3 separate regions of the Sus scrofa genome follow, and regions 1 and 3 are each linked to region 2. A link is a contact called in public HiChIP or PLAC-seq data. All regions are on one chromosome and are shown on one strand. The core of a region is the stretch at or near the end of the contact, and the rest is flanking DNA. Distances in the headings are between cores, read along the strand shown.

The links. HiChIP or PLAC-seq counts read pairs in DNA pulled down with a chosen protein or histone mark.
Region 1: an H3K27ac HiChIP or PLAC-seq map of alveolar macrophages shows a contact between it and region 2. The contact joins two enhancer-like sites. A contact is called at or near these places in 2 of 2 datasets of contacts at active chromatin or transcription factors (alveolar macrophages and skeletal muscle).
Region 3: an H3K27ac HiChIP or PLAC-seq map of alveolar macrophages shows a contact between it and region 2. The contact joins two enhancer-like sites. A contact is called at or near these places in 4 of 47 Hi-C or Micro-C datasets (blood, epiblast stem cells, fetal liver and 1 more) and 2 of 2 datasets of contacts at active chromatin or transcription factors (alveolar macrophages and skeletal muscle).

Annotation. Positions count from the first base shown.
Region 1 is chr13:4,192,614-4,196,571 of Sscrofa11.1, forward strand. All of the region lies in intron 6 of PLCL2 (inactive phospholipase C-like protein 2), which reads left to right. TBC1D5 (TBC1 domain family member 5) reads right to left here. Exons shown (of 24, transcript XM_021069682.1): 24 at 1-3,958. Among named protein-coding and RNA genes, the nearest start is that of PLCL2, 200 kb to the left of the region's middle. Within about 2 kb of position 1,903, at least 3 of the 83 cell types and tissues checked have an H3K27ac peak or open chromatin away from gene starts, as enhancers often do. A contact at or near this core is called in alveolar macrophages, where this site is marked.
Region 2 is chr13:3,937,403-3,940,947 of Sscrofa11.1, forward strand. No RefSeq gene overlaps it. Among named protein-coding and RNA genes, the nearest start is that of PLCL2, 53 kb to the right of the region's middle. Within about 2 kb of position 1,914, at least 18 of the 83 cell types and tissues checked have an H3K27ac peak or open chromatin away from gene starts, as enhancers often do. A contact at or near this core is called in alveolar macrophages and fetal liver, where this site is marked.
Region 3 is chr13:4,137,943-4,141,815 of Sscrofa11.1, forward strand. All of the region lies in intron 4 of PLCL2 (inactive phospholipase C-like protein 2), which reads left to right. Among named protein-coding and RNA genes, the nearest start is that of PLCL2, 150 kb to the left of the region's middle. Within about 2 kb of position 2,304, at least 13 of the 83 cell types and tissues checked have an H3K27ac peak or open chromatin away from gene starts, as enhancers often do. A contact at or near this core is called in alveolar macrophages and fetal liver, where this site is marked.

The DNA.
Region 1 (3,958 bases), core at 653-3,152, 260 kb after region 2:
AAGGCCAGGTGAGGGAAGGGTAAGTGATCAGCTTCTGCACAATTCTCTGACTGGGTGCCGTGACAGGGTAGTGTCACCAAGGTAACATTATCAATCTTTAGGCTCCAGGGGGCCTGAGGGCTGCTTGCTCATGGTCAGATAGTTAACATCTTCCGTTTGGTGGGGATTTTTCACATCTGTGAAACAACTCAGGAAGTGGGCATCAGATACTGTTCTCTGAGTACTTCAGGGAGGAGCTAAAGGAGAGGATATGGGGAAGGGCCTGTCCATTGCATCCCCCCCTTTCCTTTGATCCTCAATCTTGAGAACAAAAGGGGTGTTGGATAAGTAAAGGAGTCATGTTTCAGATAAGGAGGTTAATAGTAAACTTGACAGAGGAACCACAGGGTCCTCTCCAGCAGACACTGCTTTGAGAATGAGGCCGACACAACTCAGTTCTTGGCAATACAGGAGCGTGTTTGAAATCACACCCCCAATGGCCACCCAGTCTCACCTTGGATGTCTGACCACTTCTCTTCACTTTTGACTTTCATATTCATTTCTCACCTCAATGGCCAAAGCAGATGTCAGTGTTAATGATTTTAGTGCTTTTCTAGATATGAGGAGATGCAGGAATTGGGCTCATAAAATCTTCTCCTGAAAATATCTAACTATCTGAAGACCTGTTCTGTCATTTTTTCCCAGAGCACAGAGGGCCTCACTCCTGATGTCCACCCTGCACTCCCCACAGGGGGTGTTGGAGGTCAGTGGCCGCAGTGGCTTGTGACTTAATCCTCATACAAGGCAGATGGCAAGTGCCAGTTTTTAGTTGGCAGGCCTTCCTTATGGTCATAAGTGTGACATGGGTTGGGAAGCACTTCATGACCACTTTGCCCGTGGTGCTAGAAATGCTCTTCCTAAGTCAGGCAAGGATTTCCTTCATAGGCTCGTCAGTGTGCTAGTCACTAGACTAGGCTTTACTAACAGTAGTCAAAAGTCTCTGGGCACCTGTCTTACCAATCTGTTATGGTCCAGGAAAAACTCCCTCTTGTTGCTTCTTCACACATCTAGAATTGCAGTGTTAGTTATTGTTCTTGTATTATGACTATATATCTGGTCAACTATTTCAAGTTGCCTTGTCATCATTATTTTTTATCAGAGTTCAGTCACACATTTGATAGTATAAGAATTAATTCTGTAAAACAGGAAATATACATATAATATAGCTAGCAATATAAGTGAGGTCATAAATTGTTGCAAATATCTCCTGGTTTTGCCAGACTCTGGGAGGGGATGTGCTAATTTCTTCCTCCTTGCAGCCATTCACTGGTGGGCTGGGTCAAGATGTGTCTGTGAGCTGAACAAAAGGTATTTTAGTTTACCTTTCAAGCATAGGGCAGGGTTTCCTGAGATGGCCATTAGGTGTACTTTGAGCTACAGGCAACATCCCTTTAGTGATGAACTTATAGCAAAAGCAATGGAATATATAGGTTAAAGGAAGAGAAACAGATCTAATATTCAGTCAGATTTGTCACTGCTCCTACAGCTCTCCACTGACACTGTCCATTCCACAGTCTTGCAGGAAAGAGGCAGTGACCACTCTGGCTGCCCCTGTTGAACAGGGGCAGTGAGGGGTGATCATGGACTAGAACTGATCAGCTTTCAGCAGCGAATCTTCCTTAGAGTATTTAGTAAATAGTACAATTCCCTTTCTTTCTTTGTCGACATTTATTTGAACCTGATGAAGCCCCTTAGCACTTTTGTTGTCTAATTTGTAATTGGACTTGGGCTTTTGGTTCCACTTCCTGTACCTATCTGTTAACTTTAACTTTCCAACTCTACCATAATTACACTAGATTCGTGTGCTGTTCAGTTGAACAAGACTAAACAAGTGGGTTGACTCATCCTTCTCCATTTATACTGAAACTGCAATCTCAATACTTGTCTTCTTGAGCAACCGTAAGCCTTTTGAAGGCTCACAAACCTATTGCACTCTAGGCCTTTCGGGGAGTTGGGCCATTTTCTGACAACACTGGTGCTGCTTTAACCTAAGAGTGATGAATCCATGGCTTTCCTCCAGCTGACTTAACAGATGAAGGCCTGGTACCACATGTGGTCCTGGCCACCTTGCAGTCAGCTGATGTTCAGACCCTTTCCTCTCCAGGCTTTAAGGAAGACTCAGTCTCCAGGCCAGAAAGGATGTAAGGCTACTTCAGTTGGGTAGGCAGACTTGTTGGAGGCAAACTCATGAACAGAAGATAGTACAGTGCCCAGGGGTTTAACATAATTTGCAACAGCTAGATCTTTCAGAGCTTTTATAGATCCTCCTGCCTTGGCAGACATCTGGAATGGCCTACCATACAGTATCTCAAAGGGGCTTGCTTAATTTAAGCCAGCTTCTGGGAGCCATTCTGATCTGAAGCAGTGCAACTGGCCAGGCCTTATCTCAAGGTAAATTGGTCTCTCGACATATTTTAGCAAAGCTGTTTCCAGTATGTATAATCCCTAGTGCAGGTAAGGGGCATCTGATATTTATCCAAAGGTAGACTGCTGGGGTGAGTGAGCCTCCGAAACTTAAGTGTCCTTCTTAATAATTCAGTTAAACTTTACGGTTATGTAGCATGATAACAAGGAACTGTCTGGGAGGTGAGTGTTAGACAGTAAAGACAAACCTCAATTAACAGCATCAGAATTTGATATCCACTGAAACATAACCTCTTTCTAAACTTATCCTCATTTTAAATCAAATACAGTCAAATTAAGATTGGTTTGCAGATGAGTCTGGTTAACTGATCATGTTGATTTCTTTAAATTGGCCGTGTTAGAATTTTTCATAAGGAGTCTCAGACTGAAATTTTAAAAGGCGTCTCAGGGCCAGGAAAGGGCCATGCCAAGTGCTTGTCACAGATTTTTTGCCTTACAGGTTTAGGTGAATTTCTTGTTTTTTGAGATCCCCAGAATACCTCGAGGTTTTTGCACCTGTTAGGAAGTGTCCTTCCTAAGTTACCTGATAAAGCTGCTGAGAATTTAAGAGTTTCCAGTCTCTGGAGGGATCAAGTAGAGAGAAAAGATAAATGTTTCAGTTGTGTTTATAAAGGTATACTTTTGCTATAAACATAATTAACTTAAGGGGAAAGGTATCCTTATATCTGGAAAAACACAGATGAAAAGCCAGACAAAACCAAGAAATATTTCAGACAAAACCAAGAAATCATGACTATATTCATTTTACTCAATCCTTTATAATAATCCTTTTTACTAAAATTTTATGAAATCAGAGTTTTCATTAGACTTTTAAAATATCTTACCTAGTTTGCATTATGATTTAAAAGTCATAAAAACCCTCTACTTCTCAAAAAGCCCTTTCTATGACTCTTCCTGAAGATGAAGCAGTTTAGCAAAGCATCAGCTTAACTATCTGTGAATGATAAAGGACTTAGGGAGGCAAGGCCAGAGCTCTGGTTATAATGTTTTTTGACAGGCTTAACCAAGTTGTTGTGATATACAAGATAATTTTAAGATAACTAAGATGATAACTAAAATTTTAACATTAGGAGTTCCCGTCGTGGCGCAGTGGTTAACGAATCCGACCAGGAACCATGAGGTTGCGGGTTCGGTCCCTGCCCTTGCTCAGTGGGTTAACGATGCGGCGTTGCCGTGAGCTGTGGTGTAGGTGGCAGACGCGGCTCGGATCCCACGTTGCTGTGGCTCTGGCGTAGGCTGGTGGCTACAGCTCCGATTCGACCCCTAGCCTGGGAACCTCCATATGCCGCGGGAACGGCCCAAGAAATAGCAACAACAACAACAACAAAAGACAAAAAAAAAAAAAAAAAAAATTAACATTATACCAGGACATAGCCCAATTTCAGAAATTTATATTATTTCTAGAATGTCTGTATTAATAACACTTATCCATATCATATAAAGAGGATTATCACTCACTGGACATTGTTTCCTGTGTAATTTAGCATACCAACCA
Region 2 (3,545 bases), core at 664-3,163:
ATATATATATATATATATATACACATACACATTTTTTTCTCATATTATTTTCCATCATATGCTATCCCAAGAGATTGGATATTATGCAGTAAGATCTCATTGCCCATCTATTCTACATGTAAGAGTTTGTATCTACTAACCCCAAACTCGAAGTCCATCCCCCTCCCTCTCCCTCTGTATTTTCCAGTTTTTCTACAATGCACATGCCAAAGTACCACACAAAAAATAAAATGCTTCTAAAAGCATAAAAAAAATGAAAATACAATTTATTTTATTAATTTTTAAAATAAGTGAGCCATTCCGTCTTTCCTACAGGCCCTTTAGTGTTTTTTTTGGGGGGGTGCACCCACAGCATATGAAAGTTCCCAGGCTAGGGGTTGAACTGGAGCTGTAGCCACTGGCCTATGCCACAGCCGCAGCCACGCCAGATCTGAGCTTCGTCTGCGACCTACACCACAGCTCATGGCAATGCTGGATCCTTAACCCACTGATTGAGGCCAGGGATTGAACCCAAGTCCTCATGGATACTAGTCGGGTTCATTATTGCCAAGCCATAACAGGAACTCCTCCCTTAGGTTTTGACGCTTGAATAACTGAAGCAGGAAAGGGAAAAGGCAAAGCCCAGTGGTCAGAGGGAAACTTGCCGAAATATCGGCTGCCCCTATACACTGATGCCTGATAGAAACTTGGAGACAGAGTTGGAGGAAACAGCAGAAGTAGCTTTTTTTTTTTGCCTTTTCTAGGGCTGCTCCCATGGCATATGGAGGTTCCCAGGCTAGGGGTCTAATCAGAGCTGTAGCCGCCGGCCTACACCAGAGCCACAGCAACGTGGGATCCGAGCTGTGTCTGCGAACTATACCACAGCTTACTGCAAAGCAGGATCCTTAACCCACTGAGCGAGGCCAGGGATCAAACCCGCAACCGCATGGTTCCTAGTCGGATTCGTTCACCACTGTGCCATGACAGGCGCTCCCAAGAAAAAGTAGCTTTAATTGCCAGGCAAAGAGGGGAGCACAGCAGGCTAGTGTGTCACCCCCACCCTCCTTGGAGGGGGTAGTGAAGAGGCTTAATAGTGCTTAAGGAGCATGGTGTGGTCAGCTCATGGACATTTTCCTGACTGGCTGGTGGTGAGGTGATTGGGAGTCAGTGTCATCAACATTCTGGTTCCAACTGGTGTGGGGTCTATGTGCTTATGGGCAGCAGACAGTTAACTTCTTCTACCTGTGGGGGCTTTAGCACCTGCCGAACAGCTCCAAGAACACAGCCCAGAATATTATCTTTGAAGAGCTGAAGTTTCTTAACTTTGTTGCATGGGTGAATTAGTGTTATTGTTCTCTTTTTTCTCTGTATTTTCTCCCTTCTCTGATTAGATTGGTTCTTTGACTAAAGTTTATCTATAGATTAAAAAGGCCGATGGAGGATATGAGTGGGGGGCCCCTCCAGGAAGGCCTCACAGGGTCCTGCTTGGTTATGAAACCAGAGGCGTGTTTCCCACCCAGCTACAGGGAGTGAGCCACATGAGGCTTGCGGTGACATCTGTGGTCACATATGTTACAAGTGAAAGAAATATCACAATGAGGTTGGCAAAGCCTTGGGTATTACCCAACCTCACGTATCTACCAAAAGGGCTTAAAACAAAACAAAACCTAGGAACAAAAGAAAGCCAACATTAAGAGGTAAAGCCCCTTTTCCATGTTCTCTAAGAATAGAGACCCTCCCTTAGGTCAGCATGAGAGGCTATAATTAGGGGACAGTCACTCTCTGGGAAGAAACAAGAAACAGATTCAGAGCTCCTTTCTATTGTTTACAGGATCTTTGAGAAAGACCAGCATCTGCTGCCTCTGAGGTTCTGAAACTGCCCCCAGAGCAGGGTGTGCCCTCAGCGCCTGCGGAAGCCCAAGTGACAGGGCAAAGGCCTTGGCGCTCTAAGCACGGGGAACCCCCTGTAGGATGGGAGGCCTACTGGGTTGGGCCCCACAGGAAGTGCCCCGTTTTATTGAGGTGGCTGTGCTGAGCAGCAGAGGGCCTGCCCTTGTTTGCTGGGGCTTTCCTGCGGGTTCTGTGACTGGGTGGTAGAAAGCAGAAGGCTGAGTGAACCCCAAACCTGGCTCAGGCCTGGAGGCTGATGGTAGGGCCGCTCAGGGAGGTCATTCTCCCATCTAGGAAGTGGCCCAGACAGCCTGGTGGGAGGAATGCCAAGCACATGGTTTCAGGTGGGCTCCTGGCCATATGAAGCTAATTTCTCAGAGCGCCTTCACATTTCTTCAGAGCTATTCATTCATTTGTTCAGCTGGTGCCCACCCATCTGTGCTTCAGGCACTCGTAGCATAGTGCCTGGTTCACAGGAACAGCTAATGCTCACCATATAGTGAGTTTGAGATGAATGAATTAATGAATCAATGAATGAATTAGTAATCTCTCAGACTGGGCTGAGCCGGAGAAGAGTGGAGAGGTTAAGAGCAAAGGCACTGGAGCTAGAATGCTTGGGTGCAAATCATGGCTCTGCTGTGTGCTGGCTCATGAATCTGGCCATATCCTGTGACCTCTCTGTGCCTCAGTTTCCTCATTGGTGAAACGAGGATGATGGGAGTACCTGCCCCAAAGGGCTGTTGTGAGTCTTACATGACATAATACGTATCAATTGCTTTTAGCAATTGTAGACATTCAGTAAACATTACTTGTTATTTTTATTAAGAGCTGAAGTTGACATTTGCCAGCCCAGCCACATTTTGACTGAGTTAGTTTGGTGAGGATGGGCGTATTTGTCTAAGATAGGGCTTATGAGTGAACACCATTTATTTGGCCATGGGTACCCTCAATTAACATGCATAATGACAGGTATTATATTAGTTTTTATGAAAGTTTTTCTTGAACCTAAAATAGGAAAATGTACATAACAGAAAGAAGGGCAATGGCAAAATACTTCACTAGGACCCTTAGGTATGAGCTGGTTTCTTGAGACCACCCTACTTATTAGGGGGTGTCCTGTGGGAGAAGTTCATTCTGTCTCCCTATGAGATCACCTGAGCTGGGCTTCTGGAGTTACAGTAAACATGCAAATAGGAATATTTGGTGAGCAGACAGCCAGTAGATGTAGACCGTGCTGGTGTTGCCGTGAGCTGTGGTGTAGGTGACAGACACAGCTTGGATCTGACGTTGCTGTGGCTATGGCTTAGGCCAGGAGCTGTGGCTCTGATTCGACCCCTAGCCTGGGAACCTCCGTATGCCGTAGACCCTAAAGAGCAAAAAAAATTTTTTTTAATTAAAAATCCGTGCAGAATAGACTTGTAGTTTCCAAGGGGGAGGGGGAGGGAGTGGGGTGGTTGGGGAGCTTGGGGTTAATAGATGCAGACTATTGCCTTTAGAATGGATTAGCAGTGAGATCCTGCTGTGTAGCACTGGGAACTATGTGTAGTCACTTATGATGAAGCTTGATAATGTGCGAAAATAGAATGCGTACTTGTACATGTAACTGGGTCGCCATGCTGTGCAGTAGAAAAAAAAAATTGTACTGGGGAAATAACTATTAAAAATAATAGTAATAA
Region 3 (3,873 bases), core at 1,054-3,553, 200 kb after region 2:
ATATGTGTCCGACTTACCACTGTGTTTTCACATCAGAGGGCAGCACTCAAAATATATTTTTGAATGACTGACTGTGACCTTGATTGAGGGACACAGATATCAGGTGTCCTTCCTTCCCTATGTCTGTGTCCTGGCATGCCTACATCTCCCCAAACTTGACTGACTTACATGCACACAGAAAGCCTTCCTTGGGAGGGTTAGGTTTGGGGCTGGCCAGGGCTGGAGGCTGGAGCGGTTGCCCTTCTGGTCTCAGTGCCAGAGGGTTGCACCAGTGTCCATCCAAAGGCAGTGAGTGACACCTGAGCTGGTCCAGGAAGAGGAGGAGGCCTGAGGTTCCTGGGCAGCTTCAGGTGTTTGTGGGAAGGCTGGGGCTGGAGGCCAGACCTAGAACTGGGAGGTGGGAGGAGGGAGTGCTTCCAGACCGTTGGCGTGTTCCTCAGTTCCTCAGAGTCTCCCATCCCTTTACCAGAGGACTCTTTGCCCTGTCTGACATGCCCTACCTAAAGATTCAAATGCCCGAAGGAGAAAATACAGCTGAGTGAGGAATGGAGGAGAGAGGAGGAGGCCAGGCAGGAGAGCGGCTTGATTCTGGGAAGCCCCTGTAGGTGGGGACATGGTTCACCAGTAAACTGCAGTATTTTATGATTTTCCGTAGCCTGCTCAGAAGCTGCCTGCTGCATGAGCTGGTAGGTGGGCAGGGCTCCTGAATGCTGGACAACCATCCTCCCTCAACGCCCACCCCCCATCTCCAGCACTTGCTAGCCCTGATGCTCCCCACACTCCTGTGCTCCTGAGGGGCGAAACCCAGACCCCGCACACAAACCCACGGGCTGTGGGTTTATGTGCAAGGCTTCGTCCTGGTCCTCTCGCCTGCCACCGAAAACCGACTCCCAGGGCACTCCCAGTGCCCGACGCAAGATGTGTCCTGGTGTGTTTGGCCAAGGACACATCTCATTGAGCACAGCTGTGAGTTCACACAGACCCAGGCAGGTGTGCATGGGTGTGAGCACATGTGCATAGTATCGTTCTTGCCTAGAGACATTGGGACTAGCTGCTGGGGGAGGAAGGAGGACCCTCCCAGCACGTGGGAAGCAGGTGGGGGGGGGGGTAGGAGGGCTGTTCAAGCAAAGAACACGGGCCCTGAGGGTGGGAAGTCCCTGCTCTAGTGCCTACTCTGTGACCAGGCACATCACTTCATCTGTAAAATTGGCACAATCTCGCCGCCTCAGAGGGGCTGAGATCGCATGTAACTGGCCCAGAGCATAAACAGTAGTCCCCGTCACATCAGCGTGAGTTTTCAGAGGCTAGCACCAGGCAGCCCTCAATGCTGTAAGACCTGTCTGTGTATATTTTAGCATCACACAAACCTGAGAGCAGCAGCTTTGCTGTTTATGAAGACAGGGTTACTCCACTTCATAAAGGCAGGTGGAAAGTTGCAAAGTGAAAAGCAGAAGGTTAGGCTTCCCACCACCTTACTAGGGCAGTTAGTTGCCTCTTTCCTGGGAAAGGGGAAGATGGAGGAGCACATGAGTTCTGTGGTCAGCACCAGAAAGGACACTTGGGTTTGTACCATAAATGTTGTAGTAGCCGGTCAACTGGTTCTTGCTCTTCTAGCTATGCTAGTCCGGATACTGTAGACTCTTCACTGTGCTCAAAAATATTGCTCTTCATTACACAGGAATCTCCAGTTGCTTTTCCCTGTTAACTAACATCTATACTTAGCTAACACAGACCTGAGAGAAACTAATGACACCTTACAGTAAGAGTATGATTGGATTACTGTCTGTTAATTAGGAGTTTCTAAATCACCTTGATCCCCCTTGGAGAAAAGGCTTGATATAAGTAGATGGTAATAAACGTGGTACTCTGTTTAATTCAAATTGTATCTTTTGAAATTTAATTAATTTGGTAATAATAGTTTAAACGAGCATGTCAAAACTAAACGGTCCTTGGTGACTTGAAAGTAATATATAGCATCCAGAAGTTCCTACTACAGTCTCCGGAAGTAGCTTGCTCGCTGAGTAATTGGCTGTAAGGAGCTTGAGTTCCCCTTTCTTCCCACAGGGATGCTTAGTCTAGCTTTAAAATTCTCACCGGTTCTGGGAGACACTCCCCTGCATCCCAAACTCCTTATCTTAAAAACCCTCAAGACCGAGGGAGTCACAGTGGTGCCCTGGCCCTTCTTTCCCACCTCCCAGACATATATTGGAGGCAGAAGTGCATGGCCAGCTGTCGCCTGCATCCCCACTGGATGGCCCTGGCTGTCCACAGGCCCAGACGGAAGTGCCTTTCCCGGCAGTTCAGTCCTGCATGCTCATACCCTTCCTGCTCTCGTGACAGGATATTAGAGCGCCAGGCGCACTTACATCTCCTGCCGAGGTAGTGTGAGGGCGTCGTGTAAAGCACATCATGATTATTGTTTAGAAAATCAGAGAAGCACTCAGAGTCGAGAGGCGACAGCGACAAAGGCCCCAGAGAGGATAGGGTTTGTGTGTGCATCCTTGAGGTCACTGTGGTGCAGACCCATTCATCATGTGCGGGGAAGTAGCCTGTTCAGTGTGAGGATGTTACATAAGGCTTCCCACGCTAATCATGTGCCAAATGATATGTGACACCCCCAGTTCTTCCCTAATGAGGCTTCTGATCATGTGAGGTTGATCATTAAATAGAGACATAAGAGGATTATTCTAATTGGAGTGCATGTGAACTTACTATCTACCTGCCCTCCACACAGAAAAGCACTGCATGATGTATTTTTCATGAACTGATAGGAGTTATTGTAGAGTTCTTCTGGATAGATTTATGGTTTCATTGGAGTTCCTTTTTAGGGTAGTTTGGGTTCTGTTTTGTTCAATTTTCAACAGTTTCTGTTTTCTTTGAATATTGCATTGTACAGGAGCAGAAGCAGTACAAGAGCAAACCCAAAATTCAACTTTTTGAAATTCTGTGTACCTCTGAAATGAAAACTATTCAGAAATTCCAAAACTTTGGCAACAACTTATAGTAGGACAAACGTTTAAAAGCTGTATGTTGACTTCATAACTCATCTCTTGGTTTATTGGAACTCCTGGCTTTTCCAGAGCCTTCTTCTCTATTCCTCAAGCTATTCTGCACTACAGAGCTTCACCAGGTCATATTTAAATATGTTTGGGAAAATATGGAGACGTCTAGTCATGCTAAGTCTCAGTTAACCTAGAAATACGAATGAATTCCTTTTGCATAAAAGCTTGGTTGTGGCTTCATTGTTTATTCACTTGTCTTCATGAAATAAAAATTTCTTTCTGGTTTAAAGGATGGTTTTTGATAAGGTCAGTCACCCTGGTGCATTCGCTGTTTTATTTCCTCTAAGCCCTGGCTCTTTGATTTGGTCTTTTTTACTTTTATTCCTCCATGTAGTGCCTTTCCCCCCTTCTGTTTCCTCTTTGTGGTGTTTTCTCTCATCTTCGCTCCCTTCTCCTGCCTCCAGCCTGACAAATGTGTATTACTAAGGACTTCTAGTGGCTAAAGCTGGAAGTGCCTCTTAGAAATACCCACAGTGTAAACTTGGGTCCATCCCAAGTGCAGTGGGCACCAGAGCAACTCCTAGAAAGTAAGAACCAAGAGAAAGTAAGAACCAAGGGGAGTACTTTGGTTGTTTTGACTGCATGATACTGTTTATTTCCATGAATTTTATACTGAATCCAAATGGTTGTTTAGGGGAGTACGGCCAAGATCTATATTGCTATCTGTCTAGTAATAAGCATAGTGTCTCTTTGCTTGTATATGGACATGGTAATTCACTTCGGGAACTACGGTTTAATTAAAACTGCATTACTAGGAAATGCAGCCGTTTCTGAGCCTATGAATATAGTTCTAAACTGATTTAGAGTGATA